4 separate regions of the Mus musculus genome follow, and all the other regions are linked to region 1. Evidence: chromatin contacts called from public HiChIP or PLAC-seq and promoter capture Hi-C data. All regions are on one chromosome and are shown on one strand. The core of a region is the stretch at or near the end of the contact, and the rest is flanking DNA. Distances in the headings are between cores, read along the strand shown. Region 1 holds the start of Stk10 (serine/threonine kinase 10). Region 2 holds the start of Hbq1a (hemoglobin, theta 1A). Region 3 overlaps Fbxw11 (F-box and WD-40 domain protein 11). Region 4 overlaps Sh3pxd2b (SH3 and PX domains 2B).

Region 1 (6,661 bases), core at 1,103-3,602:
GCTGGAAGAGCAGTCAGTGCTCTTAACCGCTGAGCCATCTCTCCAGCCCGCAGGGGGCCATCTTTGTCCGTGCAACCCATCACCAACCCTGACAGACTGTCCAGGAACCAACAAAATAGTGGGTGACCGGAGAGCAGAGTTTTACCCAGCAAGCAGAAAAGACAATGGAGAGTCTTGCCTTTTAGAAAGCAAAGTTCTGCACTAAAGTTTAAATAAAAAATGAACCACAGAAATCCAGAACAGGGCATTTGGGGACGGAGGGCAAACTAGAGACAGATGAGGTCCTGCAGTCTAGCAGGAGGCTTTACAGGAAACTTGTAAACAATGGAGAAGGATCTGAAGTGACAATTGAGAGCATCACATAGTAGGTACACAAGAAGGTGACTCAAAGTCCCTAAGAGAGAAAAAAAAAATTATGGAGAGCCAAGAGCATGCACGGACGGAAAAATGGCTGAACATTAGAGACGGTGAGTCAGGCTGGGGGCTCTCACGGCGGTCAAGGCACCTCTGCAGGAGCAGGCAGCATCAGAGAGAGCTGACTGAGAGAGAGGCTGGGGACCATTTCCTGACATCACTAGAATGCAGCAGAGGAGCAAGGCCTGGAGGACCGATGAAAGGGTAGACTGGCCCGGTAGCCCTCAAATATGGAGAAACCCCTCAGCCAAAGTGTTCCATTCAGTTGGAAGGCCAGGTGACCTCTGCTTGACTCTCCCACTGGGGAACTTTGCCCTAGTGGGGGTTCCTCAGCCCTCCCACAGGAAGTACAACTCAGAGAGGAGGTCTCCAAGGGTCTGACTGGCCTCCAAACTGCTACTGCTCCAAGCTGCTGGAGCACTATAATCTGAGTGCTGAGTGGGGCCCGAGTCTTAAGCTTCTTTCTGTTTGCTTTGGTTTTCTGTTTGTGTCACCCTGAGTCAGGGTTTTTTTCTGTGTGGCCCTGGCTGTCCTGGACTCACTCTGTAGATTAGGCTAGCCTCAGACTCAGATCTGCCTGCCTCTGCAGGAATTGAAGGTGTGCACCACCACGCCCAGCTGAGAGTCTTAGTTCCTTACAAGCTTCCCAAGGATGCTATAGCATCTTTCCTAGGGAGCACACTTCTGGGGCGAGAAGCAGACCAACGCTAGCATATCAATTTCAAGTCAAAGGGAGCATGGCCCGACTTGGGGAACTGGAAAAGCCCTTTCTGGGGTCCAGCATCCTGAAAGGGTCAGTGAGGCCTCTAACTACCAAAGCCCCAAGGACAATGACATATGGCTTTGGAGGGCAGCTAAGACAGCTGAACTATGGGAGTCTCCCAATAAAAGTAGGGGATGCTATGCTGTAGTGGCCAAACCTACAGTCCAAGCTACTCCAGAGACTGAGGCAAGTAGATCTGGGAGACCAGCCTGAGCAGCCTGGTTGGGGAAGCCGGGGGAGGGGGAGGGTGTTGAGGAGGAGGAAATGAGAAAGGGTGGAGTCAAGATGAGTTAGGTACTTTGAACAACAACCCAGGCACTCAGAATTGGCTCAGAGGACCAAACCCCAGGAGCTGTCCGTCTGCACACGTGTCTATATGGAATCATCTATGCCCCACCCACTCCTCCTCAGCCTGTCTTCCTCCAGGGGAGAGGTAACTGCAGACAGGGAGCCTCTGGTGACTCAGGCGACTAGAAGCCAAATCTGTGCCCTGCAGCTGCATTCACAGGACCCTGTCCTCGCTTTCCGTTGAGCCTTCTAATCCCAAGCCTGTCCTCACTTACTCCAGGGCCCTTCTGACCTCCCCAGTACCGATCGTAGGCTCATCTTCAGAAGTGTCCTCAACTCCCAACCCTTGCAGGCACAGCCCAGAGCCTGAATATTCCCACAACATCGGTATAGTCCCTCTTTAAAAGATGTGTCCCTATCACCGTGATCCTGGGGATGCCTCCGGTAGCCCCCTGGGATGCCTCGATCCTACAAACGTCCCTTTGTGCCCTGTACAGGGCACACAGGAAGTGCTCAGAAGCAGCTGTGCGGGGGGTGGGAGTGGGGGTCAGGGGCTCGCAGGACCTGGTAGGCTCAGCAATCGGAACTCTCACCTTGTAGACTTTGCCGAAGGCGCCGTCTCCCAGCTCGCCCACGATCTCCCATACATCGTTGGGGTCCAGGTCCCGGCGGACGTGCTCATATTCACGGGACTTTCTCTTCTCGAAGGTGGATAACCGCAAGATGCGGCGGAAATTGGCGAAAGCCATGCTGGATGAGGAGCGCGACGACAGGACCCGCGGCTTCGGAGAGCCGCCCTCCTCGCAGCGCAGCACCCGCCGAGTGCGCCAGCGGCCACAGGGAGCTGCAGGAACCGCGGCCCGCCCGCCCCGCCCCGCCCCCTCCTAGACCCGCCTGCAGGACGCCCGGCACCCGCGCGCGCGCCTGTCCCCGCCGGCTCCACCTGCTCTGCGGCGCCCCGAGACCCCTCAATTGGCTGCGGGAGCTCGCGGCTCCGCCCGCGCCGCGGGGCACTCTGGAGACTGTAGTCCGCCGGGTGGCCGGCCCCTGGGCCCGCTGCGCCTCCCGGAACCCCAAACCTCCGGGGTTCAGCTGGTGTCTTTCAACCGCCGTCGGTGCCGAGTGGGTGCATCAGCGCACAGAACTCTCCCGCTGAGGCTTGGTTCGCCAGCTTCCCGCGCGAGATGCCCGCACCCCTCGCCCCGGGACTCACCCCAGTCCTCGGTGCTCTTTGCCTCAAAGTTCACGCGGTCCCAGGTGGCTTTCGCCACACTTCCTAGGCAGGTCTCGTGCTGCCTCTGAGCCCCGCAGAAAGCAGAGCCCCGCGCTTACGCCCATCCGGACTTTCCCCGCCTCCGCCAGCCACAAACGGCCGGGACGCTGGACATGAAACGAGAGTCCCTTTAGGACCTTTAGGCTTCATGGTAGGTTAGCAAATATATTCCTTATTAAGTAAAACTTTCTAGTTATTTTGCGAATTAAAAAGCCCCATTAGAGATAAAAGCGGAGTCATCTCTGGGATGGTGCTCCTATATCCTGGTCCTCATCCCTCTCTACCTTGGCTGCGGGCGTCCCGCATCTTGCACAGCGTCTTTGCTTGGTATCAGAACGTGGGTTCTAGTGATTGTGCTGGGGGCTGGGCAGCTGCAGAATCTATGCTGGAGACCCTCCCATCCTGAACAAGAGTGTCTCACACTCGGGCACTCTTAACTCGAGAAAGCGTTTTAATTGTTGGTCCCCTTCGTCCGGACTCTTCGAAAATATCCCTAGAGTCTCGCGCCAAATGCTGTTCCCCCATTCGAAAAGCCGGCTGGAGAGTGAATACTAGGCGCGGAGAGGGTTGTGTGTGCTAAGGACGTCCGGAATAAAAGTTGCTCCAGTTCCAATTGTTCCCACCACAAAATGAGTGCGGGGAAAATTTATAATTAAAAGAAGAAAATGTCATGCAAAACTGTTCTTGTTGAGTCAGCCTGTGGACCAGCCAAAGTGTACATCTGTCACTCGGTTGAGCGGGACCTGCTGAAGTCTGTGCAGCTATACCGGGTGGACAGAGGGTCAGAATGCGCTAACCATTTCCAGGAGTTCCAAAAGAAAACAAAGTAAGGATAAAAATGGAAAGGTCCGTTAAAAATGTCCTGCTACATGAAAGAAGCCAGACCCAAAGATCGCACGAGGTATGACTGCATTTTTATGACCGGTCCAGAAAAGGCAACGCTGTGGAGTTGCTCCCAGACACGGGGACTGACTGGAAAGAGCCATGAGGAATCTCACTCTGGTGGTGAAAATGCTGGGTCTCAGTGGCAGGGGGTGGGGGTGGGGGCGTAAAGGGACAGTTCCACAACTCCGGAAACTTGCCCCAAATCACGAGTGACTTTTGTTTTGTAAGGTGTTTGGGTGGGGGGCGTGTAACTTATGTAGCTGGAGTTAAAAGGAGGCTCAACAGAACCAAAGCTGCTTTGAAACTTCTGTTAAATCGGGGTTTCTTTCCTCAACTGTCTCTGGCTACAGAGCCTCACACTAATCTAGTGAATGAAGGGCTGTGCCTTCCCCCCACCCTACTTTCTGGAACAACTTAAAATAGAAATTAGTAAGATCAAGCTGGGCATGGTGGCGCATGCCTTTAATCCCAGCATTTGGGAGGCAGAGGCAGGCGGATTTCTGAGTTTGAGGCCAGCCTGGTCTACAAAGTGAGTTCCAGGACAGCCAGAACTACACAGAGAAACCCTGCCTCAAAACAAAACAAAACAAAACAAAAAACCAAAAAACCACCACCAACAACAACAACAACAAAAAAAAACACCACCACCACCAAAAAAGAGTAAGATCGATAAATAGTGCCTTTGATGTGTTTATCTCAATGAAAGAGTCTAAGTTTGCAGTTTTATTACAGCCTTTCAGTGTCTTTGAGATGCTGACCACTTTTTTGTGTTATTGGATTTGGCAGGAGTGGAAGGGGAGCGATATTTTGTTTGAGACAGGGTTACTCTATGTAGTCCTGGCTGTCCTGTTACTTGAGGCTGGCCTCACAGAACTCCTCCTGCCCCTGCCTCCCTAATGCTGGGAATTAAAGGTCAAATTGGGGCCCTACAGCATCTTCCTACCATTCTGTTCTTTCCTTGGCCATTAAAAAACAATAAATTTCCTGTCTTTTTGCATCTAGGAATTTTATTGTTTATTTCTGTGTGAGTGTGTGTGTTTTTTCCAGTGTATGGGTTCACATGTTGAGGTCTGAGGACCACTTACAGAAATTGGTTCATTCCTGCCACCATGTGGGTCCTCAGGATTAACTCAGAATTATTAACTCAGACCTCCAGGCTCTGCTGAGCCACCTCACTTTTTAAACATGTTATCTTTGTGTACTATTGATGTGATCTGGGCTGCTTTTATGTTTATATGAGTATGGTGTTTCCCTGCTACTGAGGGTTGAGCCCAGGTTCTTGTACAGAGGAAACATGCTCTGTGATGGAACTACACCCCCAAGGTGAGCCAAAGTTTTTAACTTAAAAAAGTTTTTCCCCTCGCCTGGCGATGGTGGCGTATGCCTTTGATCCCAGCACTTGGGAGGCAGAGGCAGGCAGATTTCTGAGTTCAAGGCCAGCCTGGTCTACAAAGTGAATTCCAGGACAACCAGGGCTATACAGAGAAACCCTGTCTCGAACACCCCCCCCCCCCAAAAAAAAATCAACTTAAAGTGCTGGAGTGATGTCTCCTCAATGGTTGCTCTTCCAGAGGAAGATTCAATTCCCAGTACCCAGGTGGCAGTGCAAGGTCATCTGTCACTCCAGTTTCATGTGACCTGAAGCCCTCTTCTGACCTTCCAAGGCACTGCATGAGGGTAGTGCACAGAAATACATGCAAGCAAAAACACTTAAGGGGGGAAAATTCAATTTAGGGCAGGCATGGTGGCACATATCTTTGATCCCAGCATTCAGGAACCAGAGGCAAGTGACTCTCTGAGTTCAAGGCCAACCTGCCCTATATATCAACTTCCAGACCAGCCAGAGTTACATAGTGAAAGCCTGTCTCAAAAGAACACGAATCAAGTTCTTTGAGGTTTCATTTCTATCAGCAGGAATGTTCTCCCTTAAGATTCTCTGTTAGGGAGTTTTGCCAGGACTGGGTTGTCCCACAGTCAGGATAGAGAAACATCTCCATTGCCTCTCCAGGCAACTCCCATACCCTCTCCTTTCAAATTTATCTTTCCAGCGCTGGAGATTAATGCCAGACCCTTGCTCATGCTAGGCAAGTGCTCAGCCACGAACCACACAGTGGCTTGTGCTTAGCTTCTTTTAACTCAACACATTTCTGATATTCATCATGTTGAATGAATCCATGGCTCGCCCATATTCTACATTAATACACTGTCCATCAACCATTGAGGGACAGACAGCTGGGTTTGGGATTTATCCATTTGGTTATTATGAATAAAGCTGACATATGGAAATGATGGAGTTGAGGACATCTGACCTCAAAATTCGTCACTTTCTTGCCCTTCATTCAATGGGTCCCCATCTCCTTCCTCTATCTGAGCAAAGGCACAGAGATGCTAAGAATCAACTGAAATCCTTTCTGACCTCCTGCCACACTTTCCTACAGATGACTTTCCATTCTTCACCAAGCCTAAGGCCAAAGGATCTGTCTCACAAGACTACTTCACTCTTGGCACACACAAGTCATAAGTTCAGGGTGTTGTCTGGTGTTTTAACCAATCAGTAATAACATCAGAGGGCCCCATGATTTATAAGGTTAGATAGAACAGTGTGTATGCACACATCTATGTGTACATCTATGTGCATATGTATGCATACAGATAACCATATACAAAAGGAGTGTTGTGAGCTGGAGAAGGCCCACAGCCATGGTGCACACACCTGTGTATATACACTTTCACACCATAACCAATAAAGTTTTAAAACACAAAGTATAAGAAAAAGAAACCTACAAGTTTGAGAGATGAAATGGCTTATGAAGCATAATGGGTCCTGATTGAAATAGTCAGTCAGCTCTTTAGATGTCGGTCTCCCCCCCCCCATTTTTGTTGTTGTTCTCTCTCTCTCTCTCTTTTTTTTTTTTTTTTTTTTTTTTTTTTTTGCTTTTTCGAGACAGGGTTTCTCTGTATAGCCCTGGCTGTCCTGGAACTCACTTTGTAGACCAGGCTGGCTTCGAACTCAGAAATCCACCTGCCTCTGCCTCCTG
Region 2 (6,661 bases), core at 2,718-5,217, 230 kb after region 1:
TGGGGTCATCGGTCCGGGCAGGCAACTGCACCTGGCTGATGCAGGGGATGCTTGCAGTGTCTACAGCCATGGGCAAGAACATACCAGTCTTTCTTTGAGCTGTGTGGTGAATAGAGGAAGTGTCGGGGCTCCAAGTTCAAGAGTGCCAAGCCTTACCTGCCAAGAGACAGATATCTGTTCTCCAGGCCCAGATGCACCCAGCCACACCCACCCACCCACCCCAGTCTCCATTTTCCCTCTTTTCATTACTTAGTAGGGATCTGGAGCAGGGTGTTTTGGGGCCCTGTACTTGGCCTTGGTCCCAGTCAGGGCTAGGTGTTTCAGAGCAAGGTTAGCAGGAACAGAACAAGCAGGCACAGAGGGATGGATGCTGGAACTCAGGGCCTATCAGGAATCTACCAGGCATGCAAACCTCTGTCAGTCCCACCCAAGTTGATGACCCTCGGAGGCAGGCAAAGCTCTGTGGTTAGAACCTTCAAGAGACCAGAGGGATTGAGCCCATTCAAAGAACCATTATTGTGCAGAGGCACTGAGTAGGCTTTCAGCTAAGTCACTTCCCCTTAGTCAGGTTTCCTCCTTAGACAGGTTCCTTTAGAACCTCTACCTTCCTGTCTTGAAAACGATGGTGGATCAGCTTTCCTGGGTTTTGGGTATGCCAACTCTGTAGGGGTAAAGCCTGGAGTCCATAGGTAGGGCCTTGCTGATTCACAGCCACAGCAGCAGAGCTCCTTAGCAACAGTGAGGATGCTGGCAGAGCTCCTTAGCAACAGTGAGGATGCTGGCAGGCCCAGTAGCACCCTTCCAGAGAGTGGGTAAGGCCTGAGGGTGCCTCTTTTGGGGAAGAAAGGAAAATGCACGGAGCCAGGGCTTTCTCTTGAAAAAGCTAGGTCTACTTTCCCATGTCAGAGGAAGAGTGTGGGTGGGTGGATCCTGTAACTCCCAGACTCTTTCCTGGAAGGCCCAGGGCTGGCAATCAAGTACTCACTCCTTGGAGACCAGCCTCACAGCTGCCAGGAGAAAACAGCTGTGTGGCTTCCCCTCACAGGGGAAAGACTTCAGTCCTGTGGAAAGCAGGGCAAGATGTGACAGAAAACAGGAACTCCAGACACCTTCTCCAGCCAGAATGAAGTAGGTTCCAAGTGGGCTACAGTGCTTGCTGGCTGTGGAGCCATGGGCACTGGCCTGCTTCATCTCTCTTGGCCTTACTTACACCAAGCTTTACAGGTGGACAATGATGCCCATGTCACAGGGATAGGATAGGAAGAAAATATAGTGTCCCAGGGAACTCTCATGGAACCTCACTCACCCTAATTTCTTCTACACCATAAGCAGTTATTGTGCCGTATTGTATTGTTTTTTTTTAAAAGACTGTAATAATTTTTTATTGCTACAATAATTTAGAAATACTTGCAATGGTTCTCTCTGCTGCAAAAGCGCTCATGTATCCAGAGGGCCTGTGTCTAGACTCTCTACCCTCCATTCCCTCCTGAGGATTCCCTCTCTATGTCTGTCTCTGCTACAAACCCCGTACGGCCTCCCCTGGACCCCACCTGGTACAGCCTCCCCTTCATTTTCCAGCCACAGAAATACAGTCACCATGGGAGTGACGCAGACTGGCCCATCTTCTTTCTATGGTGGCAGTTGCTCCATTCTTCATCACTGCATGTCAGCCTATTGTCCTTCAGTTCCTAATTCATGGATTCAGCCATCTGTGCATCAGAGGTATCCAGAAAAATAACTGTGTCTGTGCCAAACCTGAACAGGCTGCTTCTTGCTGTTGTTCCTAAAAGACCCCAGGCCACTGTCTCCTCCACATTTGCATTGAGTAGATAAGAGCCAGATAAAGGATGAGCCATCTAGAGCAGGTGTAAACCCTCTTCATGTGTAGAAGGATGTAGAGTCAGATTCGGATTCATGAGGGTCCTGGATACCCGTAAATGCTGGTGTATGCTTTCTATAGGATGCCTGAGTAAGGTCCAGCCATGGGTCTCCTTCATTCTTAACATCCTAGTGGCATTGCTAGGACAGACCCATCTCAGACCTCAGCAGAAGACCTCACTTGAATTCAACCCATGGTTCCCAAAGAAAAGTCTGGTTATGCCTGAATCAGGTGGTATAACCCAATATTCTCCTTCAGCTTGTCCATCAGCCTATACTTACCTGTGCTGACCTTGGCATTTGGGGACACACCTGTCATACATATACAGAGGCATCACACACCAGGTATACATGTACAGCAGCACCACACACTAGGCACATATGTACACATGTACAGCAGCATCATACTCCAGGTAAACATGTACAATGGTACCACACACCAGTCATAAACGTACAGTGGCATTCAAAGGCAAGAACACATGTACAGCAGTATCACACACCAGGCACACAAGTACATTGGCATCACCCACCAGGCACACATGTACAGCAGCATCAAACAGGAGGTGCACATGTACACATGTACAATTGTACAGTGGAATCACACACCAGGTACATGTGCACAAGGGTATCAGCCACCAATCATAAATATACACTGGCATCAAATTGCAAGAAAACATGTACAGCAGCATCATACACCAGACACACATGTACAAAGGCATCACACACCAGGCACACATGTATAGAGGTATCATATACCAGTCATATTATACAGTGGCATAAAACCCCATAAACACATGTACAGCAGTATCATACATCAGGCTCACATGTACAGCAGCCACACACACCAGACACACATGTACAATAGCACTACATGCCAAGCACACATGTATATTAGCATCACACACCAGTCACACATATACAGTGACATCACAACTAGGAAAACCTGTAAATTGGCATCACACACCATATTCACATGTACAGCGGCATACCACACCAGGCACACATTACAGAAGCATCACATACAAGTTACACATGTACAGTGGCATCATATATCAGGTACACATGTACAGCGGTATCACACACCAGGCACACATATACACATGTACGGACACATCACACACCAGGCATACATGGACAGAAGCATCACACACTAATCATAAATAAAAAGTGGCATCACAACCAAAGAACACATGTACAGCAGCATCACACATCAGGCACACATGTACAGCATTATCAAACACCTATCATACATACACCGAGGCATGACACACCAGGCTCAAATGTACAGCAGCATCACACACCAGGCACACATGCACAGAGGCAATGCAGCCCTGGGGAAGTTTACTCAAACATTGTAAGCTTTAGGAAGGGCATGACTGGAGAATAAGCTGCCCTGCTTCCTCAATTCAGCATTACTTGAAGTCCAGTGCAAAAGTCACATGACCCAGACACGTGTCCAAGGAGACATGCATCTTTTTCGCCGCTGAAGTCTCCAGGATAGTGCCTGGCGAGAGTCACCAGCAGACAGCAGCTGAAGAACTGAAGAAAGAGAACCGCCCCGCCTTGCATTAATTTCTTCCCTACACCAAGCCTTGAAGGGACCCACATCTCCAGCAACCCGGGGAGAGCTCAATACAGGACTCACCTGGAAGTTAGCAGGGTCCACACAGAGCTTGTGCGCATGTAGATCACTGAGAGCAGACAGAGAAGCAGGCAGGTCGTCCAGGTGCTGGGTAGCGAGAGTCAGTGCATCGGCCACCTTTTGGGCATGGGCTTTAACCTGGCTAGAGCCTGGCCTCAGGTCCAAGTGTGGGAAGTAGGTTTTGGTGGAGGGGAAAGCCACGAAGGTCCTATAGGAAAACAGGGTTGGGCTCAGCCGGACCCGGAGGTACAGAGAGCCCGTCTTCGCCCCGCAGTCCGTTGGAAGATGAACCCGAGGGCGTACCTCTCCAAGGCCTCGGTCGTGTAGATTCCGACATTGCTGCCCATCTTCTTCCAGAGCGCAAGGACCAGCCACTGATCATCCTGGGACCGAGCCATCTTCAATGAACTGAGCCTTGCGCTCTGCCCCCTGGCTGAGCTCAAAGATGTCCTGAAACACAAGAGGCCGCCAGGGGGCGCTGCATCGTTCCAGGATGCCTAGGTGTTCACAGATTCTGGTTCAGCTTTGAGCCCTCTGTTTCCCTGGGCTCCCTCTCCAAGCCTTTCATTTTAAAGTGTTTACTACATGCACATTGGCATCTAATATGTACTATCGATTACAATGGATTTTAGTGTCCATATGGCACTGTCAGCTCGTCCTGCTTCCCGAGTCCTTCGGAAACTTCACAGATTTTCCTTTCTTATTCATTATTGAAAAGGACTGAGTGTAATTCTCTTGTCAGGAGCCCATACCCATACTTGGTCTTCTCTCTCTCTCTCTCTCTCTCTCTCTCTCTCTCTCTCTCTCTCTCTCTCTCTCTCTCTCTCTCTCTCTCTCTCTCTCTCTCTCTCTCTCCCGGAGCACGTCTCCTTTCGTTAAATATCATAGTTAAATCTACATTTAAAGGGGATGGAGAAATGGCTCAGCAGTTGAGAGTACTAACTGCTCTCCCAGAGTACCTGGCTTTGGTTCACAGCACAAACATGCCTGCTCACATTTGCCTGTAAATTCAGGTCAGGTAGATCCAAGCCCTCTTCTGTCTTCCACAGTCATACAAGAGATGCACAGATATCCATGCAGCCCAAACACCCACACGTGTGAAATAAAATGAAGGAAATTTAAATCTACATTAAAAATCCCTTTTAATCTGGGTCTTGTGGCACAGGTACAGGTTAATCTTAGCACTTGGAGGCAGATGTAAAAGGATGTCTGTGAGTTCAGGACCATCCTGGCCTACATATGGAACTCCAGGCCAGCAGTGCTACATAATGAGACCCTGACTCTGCCTAAACCACTTCAGATAAAAATCCCCTTTAATACATTCCAACTGTGGGGGCTGGAGAGATGGCTCAGTGGTTAAGAAGATGGGACTGCTCATCCAGAGGTCCTGGGTTCAATTACCAAGAATTACATGGTGGCTCAAAACTATCTGATGCCCTCTTCTGGTTTGTCTGAAAACTGCTACAGTGTACTTACATAGTTAAAATGAATAAATAATTCTTCAAATAAATAAAATCTAAGTCTGTTTCAAAAATATATTCTTATCAGAGCTGTGAGAATTAAGTAGATGAAAAATATTATATGCCTGGGTCATAGGGAAAATTCCTTTTGGGACAATGAACTTAAGAGTGCGTATTATATATTTCAGTGATGACAGCAAGAATCTACGAAACACTCTTGGTGAGTATAACATCAGTACACTAAAGATTCTGTTCTTTAAAAAGGGGGAGGGAGAGCTGGAGAGATGGCTCATTGGTTAAGAGCACTGACTGTTCTTTCAAAGGTCATGAGTTCAAATCCAAGCAACCACATGGTGGCTCACAATCATCTGCAATGATATCTGATGCCCTCTTCTGGGGTGTCTAAAGACAGCTACAGTGTACTTACATGTAATAAATAAATAAGTATTTTTTAAAAAGATTCTATTCTTGTGTGTGTGTGTGTGTGACTATGTTCAGGCTCCCAAGTTCTGGAACTAGAACTATGTGGAACAAAGCCCTGTGCATTATAGCAATCCTGGATTTGTACACCTCAATGACATCACCTTCATCCACAAGCTTGTGCAGTCTTCACTACTATGCATTTTCAGAACTTTTACTAACTGAAATAAAACCTCTAGCCCACTACCTGTAACCATCCAACCTCCACCAAAAGGCTCTGTCAACCAGGAGGCTACATACTGTCGCTACAGATTCCCCCAGTTTTGATATTTTACAAACATGAAGCTATGCACTGTGTGACATTTGTTCTGTTGGTTTCTTCCACTTGACTTTTTTTTTTTTAAGGATCAGACACATTGTATAAAAAATTTACACTTTGCTCTAAATAGCTGAAGAATATTCTCATGTAGGGGTACAAATGTACCTCAGTTAGTAGAATGCTTGTGTATGTATGTATGTATGTATGTATGTAAGTACATATACTAGCCTTAGTTCAGTTCCCAAGCAATGCATAAACTGGACATGAAGGCACATATCAAAAACCCAGCACTCATGGGGTAGAAACAAGAGGATCAAGAGTTTCAGGGCATCCTTATCTATATAAAAGTTTTTGAGGCCAGACTGTGCTACATGAAGCCTTATCTGAAAGAAAAAATGGAAGAAAGAGAGAGAGAGAGAGAGACAGAGAGAGAGAGAGAGAGAGAGAGAGAGAGAAGAGAAGAAAGAAAGAGAGAAAGGAGAAAGAAAGAAAGAAAGAAAGGAGAAAGAAAGAAAGAAAGAAAGAAAGAAAGAGAGAGAGAGAGAGAGAGAGAGAGAGGGAGGGAGGGAGGGAGGGAGGGAGGGAGGGAGGGAGGAAGGAAGGAAGGATGAAAGGAAGGAAGGAAGAAAGAGGACAAGAGCAGGCATTTTTATATGAGTTACCCATTGCCTACCCACATGCTCATGTGATGTCTATTTTTCACTGTTTTTCTAGTAGATCCCACACTGGAGTACCAGCGACATTAAGGAGTTCACTCCCTGAGAGGGCCTGTGATAAGGACCCTCCAAAGACGATCTTTGGCTTCTTTGGCTCAAGGAGAAGACACATGGCTGTCAGTGGAGGGCTTGGGAGGGACTGCTGCCCAGACTCAGAAGACATATGTGTGTGTGTAGGCATCCAATTATGCTTTTTGCTCTGAACCTTGTCTTTACTGCCCCATGG
Region 3 (6,661 bases), core at 1,574-4,073, 190 kb before region 1:
CCTGCCGTAAGGTGGTGTCACACACAGGTGCCCTCTCTAATACCTGCCGTACCTGCCGTAAGGTGGTGTCACACACAGGTGCCCTCTCTAATACCTGCCGTACCTGCCGTAAGGTGGTGTCACACACAGGTGCCCTCTCTAATACCTGCCGTACCTGCCGTAAGGTGGTGTCACACACAGGTGCCCTCTCTAATACCTGCCGTGCCTGCCGTAAGGTGGTGTCACACACAGGTGCCCTCTCTAATACCTGCCGTACCTGCCGTAAGGTGGTGTCACACACAGGTGCCCTCTCTAATACCTGCCGTACCTGCCGTAAGGTGGTGTCACACACAGGTGCCCTCTCTAATACCTGCCGTACCTGCCGTAAGGTGGTGTCACACACAGGTGCCCTCTCTAATACCTGCCGTACCTGCCGTAAGGTGGTGTCACACACAGGTGCCCTCTCTAATACCTGCCGTACCTGCCGTAAGGTGGTGTCACACACAGGCGCCCTCTCTAATACCTGCCGTACCTGCCGTAAGGTGGTGTCACACACAGGTGCCCTCTCTAATACCTGCCGTACCTGCCGTAAGGTGGTGTCACACACAGGTGCCCTCTCTAATACCTGCCGTGCCTGCCGTAAGGTGGTGTCACACACAGGTGCCCTCTCTAATACCTGCCGTACCTGCCGTAAGGTGGTGTCACACACAGGTGCCCTCTCTAATACCTGCCGTACCTGCCGTAAGGTGGTGTCACACACAGGCGCCCTCTCTAATACCTGCCGTACCTGCCGTAAGGTGGTGTCACACACAGGCGCCCTCTCTAATACCTGCCGTACCTGCCGTAAGGTGGTGTCACACACAGGCGCCCTCTCTAATACCTGCCGTGCCTGCCGTAAGGTGGTACAGCTACTGTAGAGGTTTTCATTCAGTAGAGGACTTGTAAAATCGCCTTACCCTTCGCAGAATCTCAAAACACTGGGAAAGTAGCCATGATATACAGAGTATACAGCGGCATTTAAATTGGCAATAGAGTGAAAACAGATGTCTGAGTATGGAGAAATAACATTATTTTTAGAAGCCTAAACATAACTGAGTGGGTGGGCAAGTTTCAGCATTTTCTAGTTGGGACAATGTTAATATCAAGTTTGCAAACCACAAAAAAAGCTTTCCACTTTCCCTGAATGAAATGTGGTTTATTAAAAGGTGTGATACAACACACCGTCATTTTCCCCATGGCCAGCTCCAAGTGGAGTCCTTCAAAGCCACTTACCCGGTAAATAGACAGAGTCACTACTCTGGAATGACAGAAAAGAAAAATCCTAGATCAGGACATTAGTTTGCTTGTAAGAGCAATACCCTTCCATCTGCAGAGGCATCTGGGAGTGCAGGGTGGACAGAGCCTGGAGGCCACCTAACCAAGTCCCTTGTGGTGAGTGGACAGTGAGCTCCCCTGAAAACACACTGACAAGGACTCTAGGAAAGTGTGGCTGCCCTCTTGGCGGGACATGCCTCAGGTTTGCCAGGAGTTCCTTTTCAATTTAGAGGCCTGCAAACCCTCTGTGTGGCAAGAACACCCAGGAGAGAGGAACCTTTTCAGAAAGTGAAGAATGTGAACTATTCTCCACAGACTCTGATTCTCACGTCCCCATTTTCTGAACAGCAGGAACTAGCCACACAAAACCAGGTTGTCCATTTTTTCCTTAAAATACAGCCAATTTCTGGTGGCTCCATGTGGAAGGCAAAGTTGGGAGAGGAACGTCTTCCTCTGTGCTCATGATAGCCCAAGCTGAGAGCGTTGTACTTGAGGAGTCAGCAAGCTGTCAAGGCGAGCAGAGGGGAACAAGAGTGGGATCGAGGAGGAGCCGATCTGTGGGGTGTAGAACAGACGGAGCTGCGTGCAGGCCAGGGAGGCCAGGACACTCTCTCGTGTTCCTTTATCTCGGGCAGTGTGCTTAAGAACCTTCAGTGCTACCTTTTCCCTAACAGAGCTAAAGCAAGGCCCGGGATCTCGTCTGAACAGTCAAGGCGCTGAGTGTCCACATACTCAGAGGAAGACAAGTCTACAGGAATAAAGCATGCCTTTCTCCTTCACTTCCTCGACTTTCTACTTTGGAAATGGTGATACTTTCACAGCAGTCATATGGACAAGCTCATCTGTGTGCCTCACAGATGTCACAGAGGAAAGAATTTCCACGTTTATGCCTGCCCTGACAGAACACAGCACACTCCTAAAACAGAGTGAAGCTCTGTTCAGAGGTAGTGCCACTGAGCCATACTGCAAAGGTCTTGTATGATGAGCCAGAGTGTATGTGGCTGGTTGTAGGCTCTACCACTCAGAATTTAGAATACGTTTGTTAGAATATGTGGGTGGCTGCAGACTGTACCACTCGATAACGTGACCATGAGAGTATGTGGTTGGTTATGGGCTGTGCCACTCACTGTGATCCAGGGTAACAGTTTACCTTATCAGCCTATGTTTCTTAGATTTTTCAATGTGGACTTGACCTACTTTTCAGAGTGTCTAGACTATCGAATGAGAAGGTATGCTATAAACTACTAAACAAAGTATCTGGTACAAGTAAGTGTCCTATTAGTGGTACACCATTTCTGTCACTATTACTATTAGTGAGTACACTGAAGTATAAGCGTCATCCTTCATACTAAGAAACTTAGCCACAAAAATTTGGAGGAGACTCTGTGGCCAGGCAGTGGGTTTTCCCAAACCACACTTTAAGAACCATGGGGAAGACCACCGTGATGCAGAGGTTTTTGTGTCAAACAGTGTTTCCTCATGGCTCCATTTCCCATCACATCTGCCTCCTTTGCTAACTCTAAAGTATTTTTTCAGCCTGAGGAAATGGTTATGGTAAGTGCTGTCATACTGTCAATTATAACGGTAGTCATGATGACTAAATAATCTACATCACCAAACCTCAATCTGATAAAGGTTCTCCCCAGTTCCTGTTTATTAATGAACAGCTTTAAACAACATCCCCTCAGAAGGAATGCTTTCTTGAGACCACTCATGGAAAGTAGGAGAGTCTCTCAGCAGTTACCCCTGCCAAAGAACAGAAGGGCATTTCCAAGATGTGCATATACACACTGTCTTGGTGCACTGACCCTTGGTGCAGCCTCTTCCCTTCTGAAATGCACAAACCCTAACCTGTAATGACAGTCTGCTCTATGTCACCCACTAAGCACTGCAGGACATTAGTCCAAGTTTTGAACAATAGGTCAATTAATTCTTAAACTTTATGTAGCAATGGTTTAAAATTATTGAGCCCTCCCTAAAAGATTAGTTTTTAAGTCGTTTAGAGAGCATACACTCAAGACAAGAGTTTCCTCTTTTTAAATAATGATATCCGGTCACACACAGATGAACCATTAATGGGATGCATCCATTAGTTCACATCTGCCTGAGAAGGGGTGGGGGTTGAATTCGACAAAGGCATGTTTCTCCATTAACAAATTTTGGCACAGTAACTTTTATGTTCATCACCTGGGGAAGAGGATTACTTCACAGTTTGGAAATTGGCTGTAACTTTATGGGCGATACAGCTCTGGCCAGCGAAAGCTCAACTTTTCTGCCAAAGAGGAAACAGTGGAGAAACCAGTAACAGACAAGAACATATGTGAAAGAGTTATGAGAAGTACCTGTGCGTGTGTCTATCCTGGTTTAAGGCAAAGGGCTGAATAATAAAAGTGAATGAGAGCACACTGACAATATCAAGCACAGCTAACATCTCTTAGCAAAAGCACAGAGCTCTGCTGGTCACTAAGTTACACTAAACTTCACAACGGCCCCAAAGCATAACCTACTTCACAAAGCCCATTTCATAAATGGCTTAGAATAACCTGAGCCATTTTTATGAAAAATTATGCATGACTTAAGAGGAGAGTACATGCATGCCTTCTACAGAGATGGTTCAAAAATATAAAAGTATGTTTACCTAAAACACTGGGCCTTGGATTGTGGAAAATTTATCAAATTAGAATATAGTTTATCTTGGATAAAGGTTTTAATCAACTGGCAGCCTTACAGAAGCATTTCGTGTTTTAAAAAGGTTGTATTTCTATAAAAAGGTGTGATCAGCTCTGAAGAACAGCTATAGATTACACACTGTGACATTTATTTCCAAAACTCAACTTTTAAAAAGTATGAGTTCCATGAGTTTAGAACAAAAGGACTTAAACAATATAAAAAGTTGAGAATAAGCTCCCAAGGGTGTGAGACAATTAAGTAAACAGTTACCTCTATGTCCTGGATAATCTTTGGGTATAATGATCTATAAAATGAGTTGGGAGGGCCATCTGTAGGTCTGTTTTTAAACAGGTACTGATCCCTGGCAAATGAAAACAAACAGATGTTACATTTTTGCACATAAAAGTAGGGATTTTATTTAAGCATGCTTATAAGGACAGCCCGTGTTTTGTGTCTTTTTCTTGCACTGAGTGTTAACAGTTCAAAAGGAGGGTTTCTAATAAACTGTAGTTTCCATGGTAGAGACAATCTAGTTCTGGCACGATGCTGGTCTTTTATTTTCTGAGTACTGTCACACAAATAATTAAACTCTCACTTTAGAGCTTTCTTCCCCCTATAAACTTTGTTAGTAAAATCTTGCAAATAAAAAACAGAACACACTGAAATGAACAGTTGCAAGTATATACATTTTAATGAACCTCTTAAAAATTACAATAGGCATTTTGAAGCTGTGAACCTTCACACTGGATTTTATTCTTTCACTATCAAATATATTTTTATGGTTTTATTCACTATGAAAAATGAAAAATCCTTGCTAGAGTTAGCATCAGGAGAACAATTAGCGTTCTATCACTTTTCAAAATTCCTCATGCCTATTAGCCACACTCAGCCCTTCTTCCTGAGGACTGTGCCTTGCTCGTGTTGTGGTCTATGTTATACTGCGCCCACATGAAGAGTAAGTGCTAATGAAGCTTGTGAATTGTCTTACCTCACATTAGACTTCCTCCCATCACAAAAAATGCAGCCTCACCCTCCATCTTCCCAGTCTTGTGCCTCTGTCTGTAACTTTCTCTATGCTATCAATGCACAGGACTATCAAACTGCGTTAAGCTCACAGGCTTTCCTAGAAAACCCTATGTTGTGTTTTCATTCTTCCCCATGAGCAGTAATAAAAACAGAAATGACATAACACAGGCTGCTGGAATAGCTCTGTGACAGAGCAGTTGGTTCAATTCCTAGCAATCAAAAACAAATAAGTAACATTACTAGACTCTCATATTTTCCTTTAAAATTTGTTTTATGTATGGGGTTTGCTTGTATATATGTCTGTGTACCACATGTGTGCCTGGTGCCTGTGGAGGCCAGAAGAGGGCATCAGATCCTCTGGAAATGGAGCACCAGAATATTGTAAACTACCAGGTAGTTGCTGGGAACTGAACCGAGATCCTCTGAACGAAGAGCCAATGTTCTTATCTACTGAGGGATCTCTCTAGCTCCAACGCTCACATTTTTTCCTTACCTTTTTGTGATGGGAAAAAGCATAAATTTATAGATTTAAAAAGATGAATATATCACCTATATGAGGTATTAAAAGCTTTATAATAACAAATCCATGTCAGAAGGGGAAATTCAAACAGCTTTAACCTATCAATATCTTCCTTGTTTAAATAGACTGACACATTCACAAATATTTGCCCTGAGTAATCAAGCTGACAGTGCATCAAGGAAACTTTCTCCAAACAAGGCCCCAGACTTACCAGCCTCTTCTTTCTGAGAGTCCCTTCCAGAGAGGGTCGGTGCGCACCATCCTCTCAATCAGCTTCTTCCAAAGCATCCCTTCTGAGATCACTCGCTGCCATTCTTTACACACCAGCTCTGCTGCACACAGAGACCTGGCATCCAGGTAGGAGAGAATGTTTTCTGCTATGTGATCTAAGCCTTGCTCTATAAAACAGGAAAGCAATGAAAGGAATGGGTAGGGCAGAAGACAGACCAGCCCTTCTTTTAAAGTAAAAACTAAGTAAACCTGAGGCCGGTACAACACGCAAGAGCAAGGCGTGGAAAGGCTCATAAACAGGTATAGCCGGCAGCAGCTGTTCTTGCCATGAGAGCTGTCTGGGACAGCTCTGTCCTCAGAATTTTCAGAACCCCATCCCCATTTTTCTACCAAACCTTTACAGGTCAATGGGTCTCCAAAGTTAAAGCCACGGCACAAGCTCTTGTGCTATTCTCTGTGGTGAAGCCAGGATGGAAACTCAAGACTTCTTGCTTCAAAACCTGTGCTTGTTGCTCATATTTATGAACATGAGCAATTAACCACACTCCACCATCAACTCTTGATAGCCACGGGAGCCAAAAGGTAAGACTGACCCATTTTTGAAGGCATGTGAAGAATTAAAAGTGTACGCATCGGGAGAGATGGCTCAGTGGTTAAGAGCACTGACTGCTCTTCCAGAGGTCCTGAGTTCAAATCCCAACAACCACATGGTGGCTCACAACCATGTTGTAATGGGATCCTATGCCCTATTCTGGTGTGTCTGAAGACAGCTACAGTGTCCTCATATACATAAGATAAGTAAATCTTAAAAAGTAAAAGTGTTCATGTCAATCTCTCCATCTCCCTCTGAGAGAGAACTATTTTCTATTCTGAGCAGATGGGCAAGAACCCTCAAAAGCAACGCGCTTGCTTACTTCAGGA
Region 4 (6,661 bases), core at 2,738-5,237, 170 kb after region 1:
CCCAGGGTCCCAGGCTGTACCTCAGCCCCAGACCTGGGTCCATTTAAAATCGTAAAATCACCAACAAAAAGCACAAAATGTAAAAGAGGTGTGGAAAGGACACATGTTCCAGACACAAAAGCAAAAATAAGAGCTAAATGACACTTTGCTCAACCTTAGCCAAGAATGTCATGTATTCCTGGATGCTGTAAATTTGACACTGGGGCAAGCCCATGTCTGTAAATATCTCCAACAGTCTCCAGTGATGATCAGGGCCACAGATAAATGTCATCAAGTGTACAGAATCATAAATATAAAAAAGAATCAGACCTACACATAAATGTGTGTATGATCATGTAAACACACACGCCAGTGGTTACTCTGAGCTAGGAATATGGGGGATTTCTAAGAATTCTGCTTATAATGCCTTCTCATATTCTCAGATGCTTTATGCTGTACAAATGCTCCCCAATTTACAATGGGTTATATCTTGATAATCCCCTAAGTTGAACACCGTAAGCAGAAAATGCACTGTGTCCACCTAAGCCGTGGCTTCTTCATAGCAATGTGACATCACAAGAGTATTTGACCAAACAACCCGGGCCTGGGCAAAGAGACAACTCAAAACCAAAGTGTGCTTTAAAGTCACAAGTTAAATGGCTACAAGACAGAGATTCCCGTGTTGCCTGGGGGTGGGGTGTGTGTAGGGGGCGGGGGGGGGGGGGTAGACATCACTTCCTGGGAAGGCTGACAAGCACTCTCTGCTTTGAGTCCTAGGCTAGCATCTTCTCGATTGGTCCCCAAGGCCACTGTGTTCAAGTGAGGCCAGTGCTACAGGGATGCCAAGTACAGGATGGCAGGTTCTAGCATTGACCTCGGTAGATTCAGCTGTGCACTCTGCATCCAGAACTTAGTGTATGAGGTCAGGTGTGACATCTGTCCTGGAACCTTTGTGTTCTCTGCAAAACAGGCCAAGGATGCTGGTCATTCTTACCTCCTGAGCCAATGGAAAGTTCCAGAAATGAAACACATGCTGAATAAAATATCAGCCCAGGGATCGGATTTGTAGGAAATGTTCTCTGAATGTTGTTCAATTCTTTGCCCTTACCACCCTTGCCAAGTCTACACCTGGGCTGTGAGCCCCAAGTCCTTGCAGGACTCCCCACAGAACATGTAGGAACCTAGGCCCATTTCCAATGTCCCACACCAAATGGTTTGTTCTTCCAAGAATAAAGACTAAAGCCAGCATCCAGCTTGTAGCCCCTTGGGAAATCAGAGCAGGGCCCTAGCAAAAGTAAGCATTAGGACAGAGATAGTCAAGCCATCTCCTGTGGGGCCCCAGAGGCTGGGGTCATGAACAGACATGCTTGCCCATCAGCTTACAGTCCTGCACCTAGCTGCAGCACATGGATGGGCCGTTCCCCAGAGCAGCCTGAGATGGCTGGCAGCTGCTGCTTGGCCCACACAGTGATGTGCTCTTAGAGTTTCATCAACTGAACGGCAAACATGTGGAGTTGTTCTTTGGAGGCTCAGGGGCAGCTTCCAATAGCAGATCTGTTGCTGAATTTTCTAGGAGGTTCTGGGCCTGGCTCAAACTCCAGGCTGACAGCAATGACTGGGTGAGGCCACCATGCTGGTCTCAGGACAGTCACCACACTGGGGGGATGCAGGGGGCCAGAGGTGGAAGCTTATTGACCTTCCTCAGATTATTTTCTAGCACTTTCTGGTCTCCTATCAGGAAGAACCAACAATCTCAGAGCAGGCCACACTGGTCAGGAGTTTCTTAGTCCTATTTCTAGCAAGTGTAACTGTTTTTCCATTTATGGTAGACGGCTACAGTTTCCCTTTAAAAGCAGCCCAATTGTCTAAGTGAGTGCACTTGAGGAGCCAGGCTGGGTTAAGAATATACAGCAAGGCAATCTGTAGACACAGAAAAACTCTGATGGTGTCCGGAGAGCTGAGAATGAGGTTGGCCCTGAGTTCCCAGAGTTCCCTGCCATTCTCTCTGCAGCTGGAATTCTGTGGTCCATATCACAGTGGATGGCATTTCTAAAGTTAGAAGCACATCCCTGCCTTTTCTGTGCCAGTGGGTGGTCTGCAGTGACTTGGGGTGACTGAAAAAAAGATCTAAAGAAGAGGCCCGAGTGGAACCGAGGCAGTTTCCCTACAGGAGGCTTGAGAAAGACACACCAAAGAGATGGTGCTGGTATTCACTAGCAACGTCTGCCACGAGGGCAAGCTGAACAGTGAAATGCATGCTGCAATCCAGACTCTGTCAGCAGACCCAGACCTCACACTAAGGCAGAGATCAATGTCTTCAGGTTTACACTTCAGCTGTGGGCTCTTTCTACTTCCATGACATGGAATTTTCTTACAAGCTCTCTGTGATAACCTTTGGGCTTTCCACACAATGGCTTGCTCAGAGAAGTGTAAATCTAGAGAACTCTTAGTCCAGCTGTGAAACTGGCCTTCAAGAAGCCCCAAGATCCTGCAGACGCCAAGTTGGGTGGGCCTCTGGACTGTCTACTGTGGTTTCCATAGTACATGCTGCTTTTAGCTCTTCTATATGTAGGAAGGGTGTAGCCAGCAGCCCGCAGACTAAACTGTTAAGCACTGTGGGTCCATGATGCCATGGGTAACCATCCTGGAACCTGCAGCCAAGGCCCGAGCTCTTGGCAGACTGTAGGGGCTTCCAAGACTTAATACAGGAAATCCCTGCTTTAGGCTACCCTTTATTTTATGGTTAGGGAAAGTTGAAAGGATCTGTCCAAGGCCACGTAGTCTATGGAGAGGAGAGTTGGAACGGGAAGCCAGGGCTCCCCTTGGGAGGGGCTGGGGCTGGAGTCTTCCCTCTAGAATGCTGTGCTTGACCCCAGGGAAGGGGCAGTGCAGAGGGCACAAAGAGCATCATTGAGAGGCTATGGCTTCTGCTCATGGACCATGGTTAGTCCAGGGAGCCATCAGCCATCCCAGGCAGAGGGAAGGAAGTGCAGGGTCAGTAGAACAGTAAGACGGGAGGAGGAAGTCTGGGTTTCTACTGTGTGGTAGGATGGCTGTGCTTAATAGTAAGTTGTCATGTATTTTAAAACAGTGAGCCAGGCAGTGGTGGTGCACGCCTTTAATTCCAGCACTTGGGAGGCAGAAGCAGGCAGATTTCTGAGTTCGAGACCAGCCTGGTTTACAGAGTGAGTTTCAGGACAGGACAGTGAGTTTCAGGACTGGACAGCCAGGGCTACACAGAGAAACCCTGTTTTGAAAAACAAAAAACAAACAAACAAAAAAACCCCAAACCCAAACAACAACAATAATAACAAACAAACAAAACAAAACAAAACACAGCAAGAGGAAGGACTATGAGTGAAAATGGAAAGGATAACCATTTAAGGCAATGGACATCACACTGACCAATTCAATTGTAAAACAAACATGTACACAAACACCACGCTGTACTCCATAATATGTGAAAAAGTAGCTTAAAGTGACCCAAATAAGCCCATTTCCTGTTAGGAGTGATGTATTTAAGGAGTTTACCGACCTCAGCCATCAAAAATCATTTCTAGCCAGGCTTAGATGTAGCCCACACCTTTAATGCCAGCACTTTAATCTGGAAGACAGAGATAGGTGGATCTCTGAGTTTGATGCCAGCCTGGTCTACAAGTTTCAAGATAGTCAGGGCTATACACAGAAATCCTGTCTCAAAAACATCTCTAAAATGGAGGCAAATTCCCCTTAAAGCTCCCACCCTGGCTGTGTTTCCAAGTTGAGAGATCCAGGGAGGAGCCAGTTTGGGCTCCTACATCTGGCCATGTGCTATCCTTGTCAAGAGGCCCAACGTGAACAACAGAGTTGGGGGTGACAGGTGGAAAGAAAGGGTGGGAGAGAGAGGAAACGGGAGGGGTGGGGATAGAGGGGGAAAAGAGAGGGAGAGAGATGGCAAGGAGGAAGAGAGTGGGGTTGGGAGAAGCCTGGGTGCAGCACCAGCGGAGTGCAGATGGAGGACTAGCGGGGTGAGGTAGCTGCAGCTGGCCCCATTTGGGCCTGAGCTAATAGGAAACATGATTCCTGGAGACCCTGGGTTCCCTTTGGTTCCGATCTGCCAGCTCTCTCCAGCTGTCTGCCCAACATCTGGCCTATGTAGGTCAGCACCTCCAGTCTCTTTCTGAAATTGCAACACGGTGCAGTTTGTTTGATTTCCCAGCACCCCACAGTGGGACTGCCACAGGAAGTGCCGAAAAATGTGGGTTTCTCTTAAATAAAAACACGTTCAGTTTACTCCTGGATAGAAATGCTGCCACGTTTCATGATTCTAGGAGGGAACACTGGGTACTATAGGGTAGTGCTGGGTGCTAGGAGAGAGTGCTGGGTGCTAGAGGGCAGTTCTGGGTGCTAGGAGGGAGTGCTGGGTGCTAGAGGGCAGTTCTGGGTGCTAGGAGGGAGTGCTAAGTGCTAGGAGGGAGTACTGAGTACTATTAGAAAGTACTGAGTGCTAGGAGAAAACTCTGAGTGCTCAGAGGGGAGGCTGGGTGCTAAGAAGAAGTGAAGATAGACAAGCTGAGGTGCATGCAGGAAGCGCTGCCCTGCATCTGGGCCTGTTTACTGTCACCACCAAGGCCCAGCACTCACAGTTCACCTGGCAGGAAAGTGGGGTCACCTTGGGGTGAGACAGGGTAGGGAGGAAACCACACATACTTGAGGTCAACCAGTGAGGAGGACAGATTAGTTCCACCCCAGCCCACCTGGCTCTGAAGTCCTGGCTCCCAGTTCTGCAGGCCAGAGCCTTCCTGTCCTGAAGTCAGTAGCAGGAATCACCAGACTCTTGGTAACATCCTGCATAGAGATGCTGGAGATGGCAGGCGGCCATTCTCTCATTCTCTCTCTCTTTTCCATTTTTTTTCAGTTCAGTGAATGGCTGGCACAGGGCCCAGACACAAGAGCCCACAGTGCCCTGCACCAGTTAGGATGCTCCAGTTTGAGGCTAGGTCCCTCCCGGCTGCACTTTGTCCACTCAGCAGACTGTAAGGCAGGGGCTGATGGCTGAGGGCTGTGGTTACACCTGCATGAAGGAGCTGGAGAGGACTCTAAAGGGAAAGTTCAGCCTTTTGCCCAACATGCTACTTAGCTTCATCTGGTCACAAGGCAGATACACACAGACCTGCTATGTGGCGACTGGGGACGTGGCTGTGAAGACCAGAGAATGTCACATGATGGTAGGGGCCTCAGCCATCCATCCCTCCTCCCCAGGAGCACATGTGACTGTCTCTCCTGGGGATAACTTCTCCGCCCTCTCATGCTTAGTCACTAAGTCCCCTCCCAGTGGAGCCTCAACAGATAGCCTGTGTCAGCCTCAATTCTCTGGGTTCCCTAGGTGTCAGGGCCACCATCTCAGCACAGCATCAGAGAGCCCCAAGCCATGTGAATGTCTGTCAACTCACTCTCACAGGACCCTCCAGCAGCAGGGTCCAGTCTGTCTTACCACCCTGCCAGGGCCTGGGAACAGTGGAGACATTCAATAGAGGAAAGAGGAAAAGGCCAAATGGCTCCATGGTCAAAGATCACAGTGGCCTTTCTCAGACTCTGTGCCTGGACAGTCACAAGGCTCCTGAAATGGTCAAATGAAAAGCTCAGCTGCCAAGGGCAATCAATAAGAAGAATGCAGCCCTGGGCTGAGCCTGGTGGAGAGCCTCACTCTAATGGCTGCTCTGGGCAGTAATGGAAGCACAACATCCCTGAGACATAGAGGCTGCACTGCAGCTTCATCCCAGCGCTGTCTGAGAGGACTTGGGCATTCTTTGGGAGAACTCAACTATCCAGTGCCCTGACTGGCAGCCATTATTAGAACTCACAGACCAACCTTCCTGACTCTGCGATCCTTTAACACCGTTCCTCATGTTTTGGTGACGCCCAACCATAGAATTATTGTGTTGCTACTTTCATAACTATAACTTTGCTGCTGTTATGAATCACAACGTGTTTTCTGAGAGTCTTTGGTGATCCCTGGGAAAGGATCATTCAACCCCCAAAGGGGTCACAACTCACAGGTTGAGAACCGTGGTCACAGAACATTAGACCTATCAGGTGAGGTGGTGCACTTTGATCCCAGCACTCAGGAGGCAGAGTCAAGTGGATCCCTATGAGTTCGAGCCCAGTATGGTCTATGTAGCCAGTTTTAGGCTGCCCAAGGATATACGGATAGACCCTATCTCAAAAGGAACATTGATTAATATCATTACCTGTTCTGTTTTGTGTTGTTTTGAGATGGGGATCTCTTTAGCCCAGGCTGGCTTTCAACTCCTGATCCTCCCTCCTTCCTCTACTCTTGAGTACTAGGATTGGAGATTCAGGTCTGCTGAGAGTTAGAAGTACCTATCCTCTGTTTGGCCACAGTCAGTGCCCAGGCCTGGTAATAACAACTCAAGGTTTGACCTGTCCCTTCCCTTGTGCACACTTGGACCCTGTGGTGAAAGTCATGCTAGCAGGAGAAGTTGGAGTACTAGTAAGCCAGGAAGCCAGGCCACAGGTCTTTGTGCACGGATGGACACACCTGGGACTACTCATACTTGGGTGCATGTCCCTTCGTTTCCAGGGGACATTCATGGCCAAGGGCTGGAGCTGCTACTGGACTGGCCAGGCAAAGCACTCAACACCGCTGGCCTGACCCTGCGGCTCCAGCTGGGCCTGAGCT

What was found. Promoter capture Hi-C pulls out the DNA fragments that hold promoters and counts their contacts. HiChIP or PLAC-seq counts read pairs in DNA pulled down with a chosen protein or histone mark.
Region 2: a contact with region 1 is called in a promoter capture Hi-C map of the 3T3-L1 cell line, with 2.6 times the contacts expected there. The contact joins the promoter of Hbq1a here to the promoter of Stk10 in region 1. A contact is called at or near these places in 2 of 39 promoter capture datasets (both in the 3T3-L1 cell line).
Region 3: a contact with region 1 is called in a promoter capture Hi-C map of the HPC-7 cell line. The contact joins the enhancer-like site here to the promoter of Stk10 in region 1. A contact is called at or near these places in 6 of 39 promoter capture datasets (the C10 cell line, the HPC-7 cell line, hippocampal neurons and 3 more), 13 of 484 Hi-C or Micro-C datasets (B cells, the Ba/F3 cell line, CD4 T cells and 10 more), 1 of 115 datasets of contacts at active chromatin or transcription factors (CD8 T cells) and 4 of 9 other capture datasets (adipose tissue, liver, macrophages and 1 more).
Region 4: an H3K27ac HiChIP or PLAC-seq map of double positive thymocytes shows a contact between it and region 1, with 5 read pairs. The contact joins the enhancer-like site here to the promoter of Stk10 in region 1. A contact is called at or near these places in 3 of 484 Hi-C or Micro-C datasets (embryonic stem cells, muscle stem cells and uterus), 1 of 115 datasets of contacts at active chromatin or transcription factors (double positive thymocytes) and 3 of 9 other capture datasets (adipose tissue, liver and pancreatic islet).

The regions. Positions count from the first base shown.
Region 1 is chr11:32,528,957-32,535,617 of GRCm38.p6, reverse strand. Stk10 (serine/threonine kinase 10) reads right to left here and starts at 2,352. Exons shown (of 19, transcript NM_009288.2): 1 at 2,059-2,352. The coding sequence starts at 2,214. It also overlaps a transcript of Efcab9 not described here.
Region 2 is chr11:32,297,375-32,304,035 of GRCm38.p6, reverse strand. It overlaps Hbq1a (hemoglobin, theta 1A), which reads right to left and starts at 3,967. Exons shown (of 3, transcript NM_175000.2): 1 at 3,824-3,967; 2 at 3,524-3,728; 3 at 3,163-3,417. The coding sequence starts at 3,918. The coding sequence ends at 3,280.
Region 3 is chr11:32,719,718-32,726,378 of GRCm38.p6, reverse strand. It overlaps Fbxw11 (F-box and WD-40 domain protein 11), which reads right to left. Exons shown (of 13, transcript NM_001271347.1): 4 at 5,721-5,907; 5 at 4,234-4,324. Among named protein-coding and RNA genes, the nearest start is that of Gm35723, 59 kb to the left of the region's middle. Within about 2 kb of position 2,823, at least 8 of the 459 cell types and tissues checked have an H3K27ac peak or open chromatin away from gene starts, as enhancers often do. A contact at or near this core is called in the HPC-7 cell line and group 2 innate lymphoid cells, where this site is marked.
Region 4 is chr11:32,362,012-32,368,672 of GRCm38.p6, reverse strand. The region is part of intron 1 of Sh3pxd2b (SH3 and PX domains 2B); the gene reads right to left. Among named protein-coding and RNA genes, the nearest start is that of Sh3pxd2b, 18 kb to the right of the region's middle. Within about 2 kb of position 3,987, at least 133 of the 459 cell types and tissues checked have an H3K27ac peak or open chromatin away from gene starts, as enhancers often do. A contact at or near this core is called in adipose tissue, double positive thymocytes, muscle stem cells and 1 more, where this site is marked.